Regions from separate parts of the Pan troglodytes genome. Here region 2 is linked to region 1. Evidence: chromatin contacts called from public Hi-C data. All regions are on one chromosome and are shown on one strand. The core of a region is the stretch at or near the end of the contact, and the rest is flanking DNA. Distances in the headings are between cores, read along the strand shown. Region 1 overlaps MICAL2 (microtubule associated monooxygenase, calponin and LIM domain containing 2). Region 2 holds the start of TEAD1 (TEA domain transcription factor 1).

Region 1 (6,134 bases), core at 1,761-4,260:
CCAGCAATTGGGGGGTGGGCTATTCATCTCCTCATGGGGAGCTGGGAAGACTGTGTGCCCATCCACACAGGCTCCTCCTCAAACCCATGGGCTTGATTTTGAGAGCAGGCCTGTGGGATTGGGAGCCTGCCAGACAGAGCAGACATGAAGCGCCTCCAAATGTAACCACCCGACGGGTTCTCCTTGCCTGCTGCCTAGACTGAGCTGATTTCTCAAGACAGGGGAATTGCGATAGAAGAAGAGTTTAATTTACACAGAGCTGGCTGTACAGGAGACCAGAATTTTATTATTACTTAAATCAGTCTCCCTGAAAACTCGGGGATCAGGGTTTTTAAAGATAATTTGTTGAGAAGGGGTTCGGAAAATGGGGAGTGCTGATTGGTCAGGTCAGAAATGAACTCATAGGGAGTCAAAGCTGTCCTCTTGCACTGAGTCAGTTCCTGAGTGGGGGCTAAAAGACCAGATGAGCCAGTTTATCAATCTAGGTGGTGCCAGTTGATCCTCTGAGCTCAGGGTCTGCAAAATATCCCAAGCACTGATCTTAGGCTTTACAATAGTGATGTTAGCCTCAAGATGCAATTTGGGAAGGTTCAGAATCTTGCAACTTCCAGCTGCATGACTCTTAAACCACAATTTCTAATCTTGCGGCTAATTTGTTAGTCCTGCAAAGGCAGTCTTGTCCCCAGGCAGGAAGGGGGTTTGTTTGGGGAAAGAGCTGTTATCATCTTTGTTTCCAAACTAAACTATAAACTAAGTTCCTCCCAAAGTTAGTTCAGCCTACGCCCAGGAATGAACAAAGACAGGGTGGAGGTTAGAAGCAAGAGGGATTGGTTAAGTCAGATCTCTGTCACTGTCATAATTTTCTCAGTTATAATTTTTGCAAAGGCATTTTCACAAATGGAGTAAGGGAGAGAGAGGAGCTGAAGGAGCTGGTCTTGAGGAAGGAAAGCCCCCAGGTAGTAATTGACACCTGTGCTCCATAGCCTGGCTGCTAAGAAAGAGTTCCACTGTGAGACCTGGCAGGGAGTGGAATATCTAGGACTGTTTCTAGACAGAAAGAAAGACAGAGGGCTGGGCTAGCTGGGCCTTGGATTTAGGGTCCTGGATTCAGACCCTCCCTGCGTCCATCTCCCACACCCACATCATGCCCTTGGGCTTCCTTTCCGTTCATGCTTCCTGGCCCTGCCTGTGTGCACACTCAGATGTTCACCGTCCCCATCCTTTCTCTCCAGCAATGATGGAGGTGCAGGGGCCTGAAGCCTGAGAATGCATCTGCAGGCCTTGCATGGGAACAGGGAACACGTGGACCCCACTGCTCACTCTCACACCCTAAGTGACCAAGACCTGTTTTTCTTCTGCATGTGATGTTCATTTGGCTCAGCTAATCCTCAAGGCCCAGCTGGCAGAGGGGTCTTCCACAGGAAGTACAGTGTCCCGCAAATATGTTTCCCTTGGAACCAGGCCAAGGGAGGGCCACAGCAATGATGGTCCACAGCCTCAATTAAACCTGGTTTCCAAAGGGTTTGGGGGGCTCTGTGGGGAAAGGGGAGGCAGAGAGTAGAACTTCCTGCAGCTTCCTGGCTTCAATCAGAGCAGCTCCAGTTTTTAATGTATTACATATATGGAACATTGATGGCCCGTGATGACCTTAGCTTTAAATAACTGTTCTGACATGAATGAATATGTGCATGTATGTATGTACACATGCCTGTATAAATATGTCTACACATATGCATATACGCATAGATGCATGTAGATGCTTACTGATGATCTTAGTAATGATGGTTCATAATTTGAGGCATTCTCTGAGGGTGGTACCTGTCCCATAGCAGGGTCTCAAATATTTGATGCCAGGTGTGGTGGCTCATGCCTGTAACCCCAGCACTTTGGGAGGCCAAGGTGGGAGGATCACTTGAGCCCAGGAGTTTGAGACCAACCTGGGCAACACAGTGGGACCCTGTCTCTATAAAAAATAAAAATTAAAAAATTATCTGCGTGTCGTGGTGCATGCCTATAGTCCCAGCTACTCGGGAGCCTGAGGTGGGAGTATCATTTGAGCCCAAGAGGTCGACGGGGCAGTGAGCCATGACCCCACCACTGCACTCCAGCCTGGTGACAAACAAACAAAAACACAAAAATATTTGATGTGTGAACAAATGAAAAGTTTGGTAGAGTGTGTTGTGGGGACAGCAGTATGGTGTGAGGGAAGGAGAGGGTTCAATCTATTATAATCATTAGTCTATTGACTTGTGGTAATTGAGCTATAGGAGATAAATTCCTACTTTCTCTACACATTTAATGGACTCTTCCTCCCACCCCATCTTCCCTGTCCCTTTCTTTTTCCACAGCAGCTCTGCAACGGGCCAATAGCTTCCAGTCTCCAACCCCAAGCAAATACCAGAACTGGAGGAGAGAATTCTGGTGGAGTGAGTCACTAGCTCTCTGGGGATGGGAGGCTGGGGCTGGGCAGAAGATCTCTGGTTAATTCTCAGGGGCAGCTGTTCTCATTCCTTACATGGTATCTCTCTGGCATGGCTCCTGGTTGTCAGAGGCAAGAAATAAAATATAAGGTTGACTTTATTTCCACTGCTGACTAGAGGGAGCCTTTTCCAAGGGACTCAAGATCTTCCCATCCCCCTCCACCCCACCCCTGGCTCAGGAATTATGGAGCCTTAGGATTCTACAGTTTCACCCAGACAGGGCCTTAGCCATCATCGCCTCTAAGCTTTTTGAAATACAGATGAGTAAACTGAGGTTCAGGAACTCTATGATTTGATTCTGTACACTGGAGTGAGACTGGGGCATCAGATTAACGGCCTCACACAAAACAGGATGCTACACACAGACACCCACACATCCACACACACATGCACACGCACACACACTCACACCCCTACACATACACACACGTACATACCTGCTCCTTTTTCTGAGTCACCCTTGGTCCCAGTGTCCTGGGGAAGAGCAGGGCTGCGGCAGGTGCTGAGGCAGCAGGCCCTGCCAGGGGGCGCAGTGAACACGCACAGTCTCACAGCATCTAGGCAGGCCAGGGATCCAGGGACTGCAGCACTTACTGAGCAGAGTTACCTCCTCAGGCCCTGAGCGAGGGGCAGAGACTCTTCATCCAGTTCCAGGCTCATCGCTGCCTTCCACCTCCCCCCACACCCACTCCCTCTCCAGCCTCACCCTAGGAAAGGAGGACCCAGAAAGGCCTTGGCTTAGACAGGGGTTTCTACCAAGAAATGTTGTTGCAGTTGGAACTGAGCCCTGGTCTTCCTTCCTTCTGAGTCAAGGCTCCCAGCCAGTGAGTCATTCCCCCACCATCCCCAGACGCACCACCGTCACACCAGGTCAGGCTGGGACAGGGGCACCTTGGGAGCAGGACCCAGGGCTGCACTCTTGGGCAGGCCACTTCATCTGGGGACAGCCTAGAGTCACTCCTGAATCCTCTGACAGCCCCCAGCGGCGACAGCAGAGGGCAGAGGAGCTAGCATTGCCACACATGGGTCATCGCCTTTACTGCCCTGCTCTGACCCTCCCCAAGTCCCTGGAAGCCTGCTGCCCAGGCCCGGACTGTATGGGTGTAGGGTCCATCCCAAGGCTTCCAGCCCACTCTACTGTGTGCCACCAGTGTGGGGGATCAGTCCCTCCTCAGGAAGCTCCCAGCCTGGGGCGAGAGCAGGGAGGCTGGTGGGAGACCCTCCCAATAGGGCTGGGTCGCTGGGGGAGGTGCAGGAACAAGAGGACTGCTGAACAGCCCCATGGTGTCTGGGATGGGCCTGGGAAACTCAGCCTTTAGTTATCAAGGAGTATTGCACAGCGTTTCTCGAGAGTATATGAAAGCTGCTTTGAGGGCAGGGCTTGTGTTTTGATCATTTCAATCAGCCTAGTGTCTAGCATGGTCTGGCCCGGAGGAGGAACCCAATCCTTGTTTGCTGAATCAATGAATGAAGTAAGGAACCAAGGAGCCAGCTGGCTGGACTGAGTACAAAGGGAGGACATGGATTCAGGCCTGCTCAGGCTGCCGCCCCTAGAGGGCGCTCCAAGACTTTGAGAGGGATTTGAGCCTTGCAAAACCTCCAAGTTCTGGGAAGCTGCACCGTGGAGTCCCAGTCTCCGGAAAATCCCCAGAGCTGAAAGCCACGAGAGCCATCTTTTTTATTGTCTTTTCTTTGCCCAGAAGAAAACCTCAGGGAGCAGGGCTGGCCTTGCCATTGGAAGCAGAATGCATGGTACCATCCCTCCTGTCCAGAGGCATTACTGCCCCATCACAGCTGGTTCTGGCCCCAAGCCCCAGGTGGGAGGGCCGGAGGGGCTATGTGGCTGCCCTGGGCACCCTCCCCAGCTGATCATGCTGCCAGATGACCTCTAGGATCTACGAGAAAGGTTGCTGCTGCCAGAGGGCCCAGAGAGGAGGTAGCACAAGCGCCTGACCCAGAGGTAGCCTGGATGCTGAAACTCAGGCGCTGGTGTGCGCGTCAGCCTCCTTCGCACAAAACAACCCTAAGGGCCAGCTGCACGTGTGACTGAGACCCCTGCAGAAGGCAAGGCAGCCCCGGGTGGGCCATACCAAGGTTTCAAGGAAACAGCCAGCAGAGGGGGATGTGAGTTGGCCAATGAGGAGCTCTTGGCTCAAGAGTTGGAGAAATCCTGGCTGGATAGAGTGTGCAGCCCCCTCTGGAATGGGCCAGGGCTTCAGCAATGTCTTTACTGGACGCGGCTTGAGTGCGTGAGAGGGTGGGAAACTAATGGAGTTCATATTTTGCTGACAACTAGCTTTTACTTTGTGTCCTGTGCCACTGGGTACCTCTTTTTTTTTTTTTTTTCTTCTTGAAATGGGGTCTCACTTGGTCACCCAGACTGGAGTGCAGCGGCGTGATCTCAGCTCACTGCAATCTCCGCCTCCCAGGTTCAAGTGATCCTCCCACCTCAGCCTCTCGAGTAGCTGGGACCACAGACGCGCACCACCATGCCTGGCTAATTTTTGTATTTTTGGTAAAAACAAGGTTTCGCCATGTTGGCCAGACTGGTCTTGAACTCCTGAGCTCAAGTGATCCATCCACCTCGGCCTCCAAAAGTGCTCTGATTACAGGTGTGAGGCACCATGCCTGGCCAACTGGCAATCTCTTTTTAGCCCATGTTATCCGCTCAACCACCCCATGAAGCTGCAGCAGACAGCCCACTTGTTGGATGAGGAGACAGGGGTTAAGTAACTTGCTCAGAGCCAGGCAGCTGGTATGTGTGTGAAGGAGTGGACTTCCAGGCTCCCCTTCACCATCTTCTGAGAGAACCCCAAGACACAGTGGGCATCAGGAAGGGTAGGTTTCTCATCACCTCTCTCCCCAGGCTGTGCCCACCTCCCAAGCAGTGGCTTGAATGGCAGCCCAGGGACAAGTGGCTCGGCCTGAGCTGGGGCTTTGCTTCCCCCATCTCCTCAAGCCCTGCTGGAGTTCCATCTTGAAGGCAGTGCATGAGGACCACATGTGGAGAGAAAGAGACCCCCTAGCAGGGGTGGGAGTGGGAATTAGAGAAAGGAGAAGAAGGGAGTGGCTTCTGGGTCATGACCTCGTGAGACCTGAGGTGTTTCTGTCAGGCTTGTTTCCTGAGGTGGCCCTGGCTTCCTGTCAGGAAGTCCCTGAGGGATGCTCAGGGGGAACAAAAAGGCAGTCTGCTGAGCTGAGGGGACTTGAGGCAAGTGAAGGAGTTTGATTCAGAAGATGGCAGAGAGGGAGAATGAGGGTGCAAGGAGGAAGGGAAGAAGGAATTTGGCAGGAATTTGGCAAGCTGAGGACAAGGACGGGAAGCAAGGCAAGGACTGACTCACAACTTTTGCCTTTTTAGGCTTGAACCTTCTAATCGTGGGCTGCGATGGGGGTGTGGTAGTGGGAGGCAGGCCAGCCGCCTCCCCAGCAGCTCCTTCCTGCCGCCCTCAGATCAGATCTGTTCCCAGAATTACCTTTTCCCTCCAAAGCTTTCTGCGAGGCCTCCCTCTGGGAGCTTGCTGACCGTGTGCAGTGGTGCCATCTGTTCAGAGCCCACGGCTGGGACACACAGTCGCACATGTTCGCATTGATGTATGGGAGAAGGCAGGACAGAATATCGAGAACGGTGTGGCCTCCTGGGGGTGGAGGGGA
Region 2 (7,027 bases), core at 2,435-4,934, 390 kb after region 1:
CGAGGTCAGGAAATCGAGACCATCCTGGCTAACACGGTGAAACTCCATCTTTACTAAAAATATAAAAAATTAGCCGGGCGCTATTAGCCGGGCGTGGTGGCAGGCGCCTGTAGTCCAGGATGCTCGGGAGGCTGAGGCAGGAGAATGGCATAAGTAAACCCGGGAGGCGGAGCTTGCAGTGAGCCTAGATGGCGCCACTGCACTCCAGCCTGGGTGACAGAGAGAGACTGTCTCAAAAAAAAAAAAAAAAGAAAAGAAAAGAGGTAACTAGTATCATCCTTATTAATACATCTCTCCTTGTCTTCCAAAGCAATATCTTCTGGAGCCAGGTACAACTTTAGGGTCAATTCTAACCCATTGGCTCTGGCTCTCCTTCCTAGCTTCAGGCTGACTCAAGAGTTTGTCTCAGCATGATTTGTTACCACTAAGTAGACCACTGTTTCAGCTTCTTTCTTGGTAAGAACTGGTGGGGGGAAATGAACCCTTTTGTATCATTAGTGATATACATGATTGTTACATCTCCAGGTAAGTCACCCCTGTGGACATTGATCTTCTGCCTTCATTGCAGTGGGCAGCTAATACAATAGCTAAGTGGGAGCAGCTAATACAATACAGTGGGAGGCTAAGGGCATGAAATCTGGAGCTGGACTGCCCGGGTTTGAATTTTTGCTTTGCACTCACTAAATATATGACCCTGATCGAGTTATTTCATCTCTCCGGTCCTCGGCTCGTTCATCTATAAAATAAGACTAATAATAGTAACCACCTCATAGGGTGGCTGTGGGGATCAAATGAGGTAATACCTGGAAAGTACTTAGATCAGTGCCTGGCATTCCACTGCTTTGATTTATATTCATTTCAGCTTTGGTGACAGTAGAGGTCAGGGGTTATGAATACAGGTTATAAACATGAGTCAGAAGGAATTCAGGTTCTGACTATGTGACCATGGACAAGTTATATAGCCTCCCTAACATCTCATTTTTTCCCTTGTGTAAACTGGGGGTACTAATTACTACTTTACACAGGTTCTGTGAGAACTAATTGAGATGGCAAATGTAAAATGCCAAGTGCTAAGCATGGACGCAGTATATGGTATCTGCTGCCATTTTAGCAGGTTGCAGTTAATGTTCCTGCCCTTAGGTGCTGGGGCCCTAAATCCATGCACTGGTCCTATGCATTGATCAAGGTGGCTGAGGAGAGTGAAAGCATTTGGAAGAGTGGAGAGATGACAATGAGAGTCACTTCCCATTTGTATGTCCTGGGCAGGGCATACTTAGCTGCATGAGACCCAGACCACTTTCCAGGGGCTCAGATAGGTAGGCATCACCAGTAACACACATATGCTGGTAACTAACAGAATACAAGAAGCATATCTGGAGCAAGGCGCTTCAAGGGTCCTAGAGAGGAAATATTTAGTTTAGCAGTCTTCACGGAGGAAGAGGTTTTTAAGGTGAGTCTCAAAAAATTTACACACGGGAGAAGTTGGAGAAAATACTGGTCAAAAAGTCACTCATGTCATAAAGAACTTTGGATCCCAGGCCAAGGAATTTTTCCTTAATTCAGTCTGGAATGAGGGAGATATTGTATTGCAAAGTGGCTATAAGACAGGAACTAGTCTGAAAGGTGCCCAGGTATACTGGGCCAACAAATAGTGGTTTAGAAACCCTACTAACTGGTTGGCACTGCCATCGAAATTTATCTGGTGCTTTTAGAAGATGACATTTGGAGAGAGATATGCCTAGTACAGTTTTAATGCCAAATTAATTATGTGTTTTCTAACACATTTCCAAAAACCAGTGCCAAGGTGGTTGGGTTCATTACTGTGAACCTCACTGTATTACCTTATCATTGCCTATGAATTAGAAATAAAATGCACTTGTACTTGACTGTGGTGGTACCTACACAAGTCAGGAAATTGCATAGACCTAAATACAGGCACGTACGAATACGTACAAGTAAGACTGAGGAAATCTGAATAAGATGGGTGGATCGTATCAATGTCAATATCCCAATTGTGATACTGTATTAGAGTTTTGGAAGACATTACCAGTGGGGAGAACTGGGCAAAGTGAACAAACGATTTATTATTATTTTTTACAACTGCCTGTTACTCCGATTACTTCAAGAGTTGAAATTAAAAATGTATTAATAAGACTGGGTGCAGTGGCTCACTTTTGTAATCCCAGCACTTCAGGAAGCCGAGGCAGGAGGACAGCTTGAGCCCGGGCGTCTGAGATCAGCCTGGGCAGCATGGTGAAACTGCATCTCTACAAAAAAATTTTAGAAATTAGCTAGGCGTGGTGGTGCGTGCCTGTAGTTCCAGCTATTCGGGAGGCTGAAAAGGGAGGATGGCTTGATTCCAGGGAGTCGAGGCTGCAGCGAGCCCAGATCGCACCATTGCACTCTAGCCTAGGTGACAGAGCAAGATCCTGTCTCCAAAAATAAAATAAAAAAATAATAAAAATTAAAAAAAAAGGAAAACAATGTATTAGTAAAAGTTATGTTTTGTAGAAATGTGTTGCAGTCAGTCACAGTCTAGTCTCCTCAGTTACCCACATATAGGGATATAGGGATTCCTCGGGCACAAAATATGTTGTTATTTAATCCTGAGGCCTCAGCTGGAAAAGAGAGCCAAGTGCCTAGAACGAATGAGGTCCACTGTGCGGGAACTGCTTTGCAGTTTGTTAAATAATTATAACAATCACCCGAAACTTTAGACGGTTCTGTCCCCAGTGGGTCGATTTTACCCGTTTTCTGATTTACCGACTGGGTCTATGTCACTTTTGCGTCACTACCTCCAATGGCAGGGTTAAAATGATTCCTTTAATAATGAAATGAAGTTTCTCAATAAAGAAAGGGCTAACTTAAAGTCGCCGGATGCAGCATTTTAAAGTTTAGGAAGTTACTTTTGAAAAGTACAACCGGCAGAGATGAGTGAACTTAGTTTTTTAACTGACTTGGAGAAGACCTTGCTAGCAGGGCAGGTTTATTACGAACTCTGTAATTATCCTTCTCTGCTAGGCTAAAGGTTTTCCTTTCCCAACCGTAAGACAGATTTCGACTTGAGTGAGAGCTGTGAACTTTTATAAAAGTGAAAGGGAAGAGAAGAAATGGCAGGCTGGGAATCTGGCCCGGAGACGGCGTCCACCGCGCTCGAGAGCAATAATCTGCATCACCAGAAAGGCAACTTCTCTACCCTACACTTGCAGACTTCCGCGAGTCCGGGAGCACTCAACGCAGTCACCCGCGCTTCCGCGTCCCGGACTAGGGAAACTGAGGCACGGTAGGCGCGTCGCGCATAACTCCTGCCTCGGCGCCTGCCCCCTGGAAGGAACCCAGGCTTCCAGAGTTCTTCGCGCGAGCGCAGGGACTTCCAAGCCGCACAGCTCCCGTCCGCCCCGCCCCGCCCCGCCCCGGCTCGGGACAAAGCCCGGAGCCCGCGCCGGGAGACGGAGGGCGGCTCCCGCGCGAGCCACGCTCCCCCGTGGGCGCGAGACTCCGCCCAGCTGCCGAAAGCCCGCGCCCCAACGGCGAAGCAGCCGCGCCGGTCCGCCCCGATTCCCCATGACGTCACCGGCGGCGGCAGGCCCCGCCTCCAGCCCCGGGCGGCAGGCCGCATGACGTCACCGAGGCCCCACCCCTCCGGAGCGAGTTCGGTCCTGGCGTTCATTTCATTCCTGTCCTCATTCCGAACATTCTTAGCATCGCTCGCGCCGCGCCGCGCCGCCTGAGCCGAGCCGAGCCTCTGCTGCCGCCGCCGCGGCCCCGCCGCCCGCCGCGGGCGCCCACCAAGCACTTTGCAGACTCGCTTCCACCCTGCGGGCCATTCCACGCGGCGGGGCCCGGGCCCGGGGCGGCCGCGTCCAGGGACAGGCCATGCAGTGACGCCCCCCCACCCCTCCACCTTTGCCCGGAGCGCGGGCAGCAGCCCAGCGCGCCAGCCGGCCCCGGGGCAGGAGCGGTGCTAGGCAGGGGTGGGGTGGCCGGGCCCAGGGACCGGGAGCCGGGGAGGGAGCCGGGCACCGAGCAGAGGGCGGGGGAAGCGGCGCCGAAGTTTGCCTCGGACTCGCCGGGCGCTGCGGCGGCTCCCTGGGCCGAGGTAAGTTGGCGCGCGGGGCGGATGCTGGGGTGCGGGGGGCGCACGGGGCAGCGGGGGGCCGGCGGCGCGTCCCTCGCGGGCCGCTCTTTCTTTGCGGGCTCTGCTTTGTGTGCGACGGCGGGCGGGCACGCGGAGGGCCGCGGCCGGGCCCCCACACCCGCCTCCCCGCGCCCCCTCCGAGGTGAGCGGCCGGGCGCCGCCGCGCGACTTGCCAGGACGCCAAGTTGGGCCGCGCGCTGGGAGCCCGCGCGGCAACAGGCGGCCCCCGGCGGCGGCCCTGGAGGCGCCCGGCCGGCCGCGCCGCGCCCCCCGCGCGCCCCCTCTCCCGCCGCCTGCACGCGCACACACGCACACACTCTCGGGCGCCTTGGACGGGGTGCGCTGGGGAGCCAGAAGTTCGGAGCGAGCGCGGGCGGGCAGAGCCGCCGCCTCGGAGCCCGGAGCCGGCCCGCACCCCCCTGCTTTCGCCGCCGTCCCCCGGCGCCGGGTACCCCCGAGGCCGGCCCGGGTCTGCGCAGACTTGTGCCGCTGGCGGGGGGTTCGCTCCTTCTTCTCAAAGATGAAAAAGGGCACGGTCGTCTTTGCCGCTTCTCCAGGACTGTTGCTGCCGCTGCCGCCGCCGCTTCATTGCACATTCAAGTGGAAAATTTTCAGGAGTCAGCAGAAACATTGTGTCCAAAAAAGACTGAGTCGCAGTTACCACCAAACCCAGGAGGAGACTCTCCCTGGAAAACTTCCCTTCCCTTTCGGTAGGAAATACTGGGGGATTTGTTTGTTGATTGGAAGAGAAATGATCCCCGGGGGGGAGAAAATCTGGGTACACTTCTAGTCTTTGTTCGTAACAGCAACACTTGTTTTCAAAAGTCCAGAGTCCCGCTTTAAAGAAAGTTCAACTTCTGTGACTTTTCTTCTTTTTAAAAAAATAACGTTTGTATTTTTAAAAAATCAAAGCAATATTTTTAATGAGTCGAAAACAATGAGGGCTCACACCTCCCCTCTCATGAAAATAAATGAAATCCAGATCAGAATTTTCTTTGCTTTTAAATTGCCTTTTTTAAAAGATTTATTTAAAGTTGGATAGTGTCACTATGTAAAAATATTTATGAAACAATGAAATACCAGCCACCAGCGTTTCTCAGGAGGCTTGTTAACTTCTTAGAAGCAAGTGGCTTCCTGTGATTTGCAGAAATGAAAATTGACCTCAGTGAGCCCTGGAAACTTAGAGACAGATGATGTTCCAGGAGCAGGGAATGTAAAAAGGCCATGTTTAAAAACAGTGCCTTGGAAGGAGCCCAGGTCTTGGGATAGAAAGGTCTGTTAAGCCTGCCACATTTCAAAGTAGTAAAAAGAAATACTAAAAACACTACACGTATTGCAAAGGAGCAGAACCTTATCAATTCACAACAACCACAGATTTCTTTCTGCCCGCTTTCCACCTTGGTTGTTTTTGGAAGTTCAGGTGGTCCGATGGCTTGGGGTGCGCTGGTTGCCTGCAATGGTTACCTGAGTAGACATATCCCTCCCTTCAGGGAGATGTGATCCACTGTGTAGTCACAGCCGGGAGTGGGCTCCTTTCTCTGCAGGCTGCAGTGAATCTTGCTGGTCTTCTACGGATAGGGGCTTCTCTGAGGCACAGATTGGGGAACAGTCTTCAGGCTACGCCCGGTGCTTCACCCTTTCACTGTTGGGTTTGTGCCCCCCTTCTGTAAACAGCAGGGTCTTCGGGTCCAAGCATATCTGAATGCTTACAAGGACTAGACTTAAATCCAACTTCCTTAGGAATCTTTTCCTCTTTAGAAGGAAATAGTAGAACTAATTACAAAGTGACTCAGGAAAGACAAATGGATTCGTTGAACCTTTTGTCAGTAGTGAGGTTTTGAATTGTTGAATTTTTGGGGAAAGGCTTATTTTTCTAATCTCATTGTTTCCATAAATGGTCACAGATATTTTTGTTTAGTGTTTCTTTGTGCAACTCTGTGTTGAACTCTCAGGTTTCAGGTTTTAAACAGTTAACAATTCTTTTATTTATTGTTGGTATAAAAAATGAACTGATGATAAGCTATATCCATTACGGGTTCTTGCTGATGGTATCAAAATGCCAAGGTAGACTATTTTATTTTTACTTTAATGGTAAATATTATTTGATCTGCAGTGTTAGGGGAATATTAGAACTTTTTTTTTTTTTAAAAACGAGCTTGAAACAAAACCAGTATGACACTTTGCTTTGACAATATGGGTAAAGAAAATTATAGGGAAGAATCTATGTAAATTCCTTCTCTGTGTGATCCTTTATAAAGTAATGAACTCCGGGGAACATGTCTGAGAGAGATTATTGGAGGGTTGGAGGGTTTTTTTTCTTTTCTTTTCCCAAAACAAAAACCAGGACTCACCATGACATATACTTAATTAAATTTAATTTAAAGGGGGAGGACATCCCAATTTAGTTTGAGCCAGACTGATAGGAATTTCTCACTGAGAGGCTTTTCCTTGCCTTGTGGTACAATGTGTGCCCAGGCCCCAGCAGCAAACTAATTACACATAAGGGCGGGTTTGGGAGGGCAGCCTGGGGGGAGTCGGCTTCCTCCTCCCTTTCCCATTTCCTCTCTCCCCCCACTTACTTTATACGGCAGGAATTATATATTAGTATACTCACTTGGGAGACTGGAGTCCCCTTTTATTTAGAAAAAGGAACAAATAAGTCATAAGGAAAAAAACGTTCGAGTTTTTTTCCCTGCTTGAGCTTCAGCAGTTTATAAACAATTTTGTGTTTTGTTGGTTCTTAGAATACAGAGCAACAATTATGAGGGCATTTCTTAACGGGAACGTTTGGGAAGGATATACTTTTATCATCGGTGTTTAGATCATATTTGTCCTTACATTTTCAGCAGAAAAGTATATAATACGAACAGTTTAAAGCATGTAGATCGC

The links. A called contact is a pair of places that touch in the nucleus more often than the background predicts.
Region 2: a Hi-C map of stem cell-derived neural progenitor cells shows a contact between it and region 1, with 4 times the contacts expected there. The contact joins the promoter of TEAD1 here to the enhancer-like site in region 1. A contact is called at or near these places in 1 of 7 Hi-C or Micro-C datasets (stem cell-derived neural progenitor cells) and 1 of 1 datasets of contacts at active chromatin or transcription factors (stem cell-derived excitatory neurons).

The regions. Positions count from the first base shown.
Region 1 is chr9:16,441,166-16,447,299 of NHGRI_mPanTro3-v2.0_pri, forward strand. MICAL2 (microtubule associated monooxygenase, calponin and LIM domain containing 2) reads left to right here. Exons shown (of 36, transcript XM_016920387.4): 28 at 2,349-2,426. Among named protein-coding and RNA genes, the nearest start is that of PARVA, 89 kb to the right of the region's middle. Within about 2 kb of position 3,011, at least 10 of the 24 cell types and tissues checked have an H3K27ac peak or open chromatin away from gene starts, as enhancers often do. A contact at or near this core is called in stem cell-derived neural progenitor cells, where this site is marked.
Region 2 is chr9:16,827,762-16,834,788 of NHGRI_mPanTro3-v2.0_pri, forward strand. It overlaps TEAD1 (TEA domain transcription factor 1), which reads left to right and starts at 3,685. Exons shown (of 13, transcript XM_054662118.2): 1 at 3,685-4,099.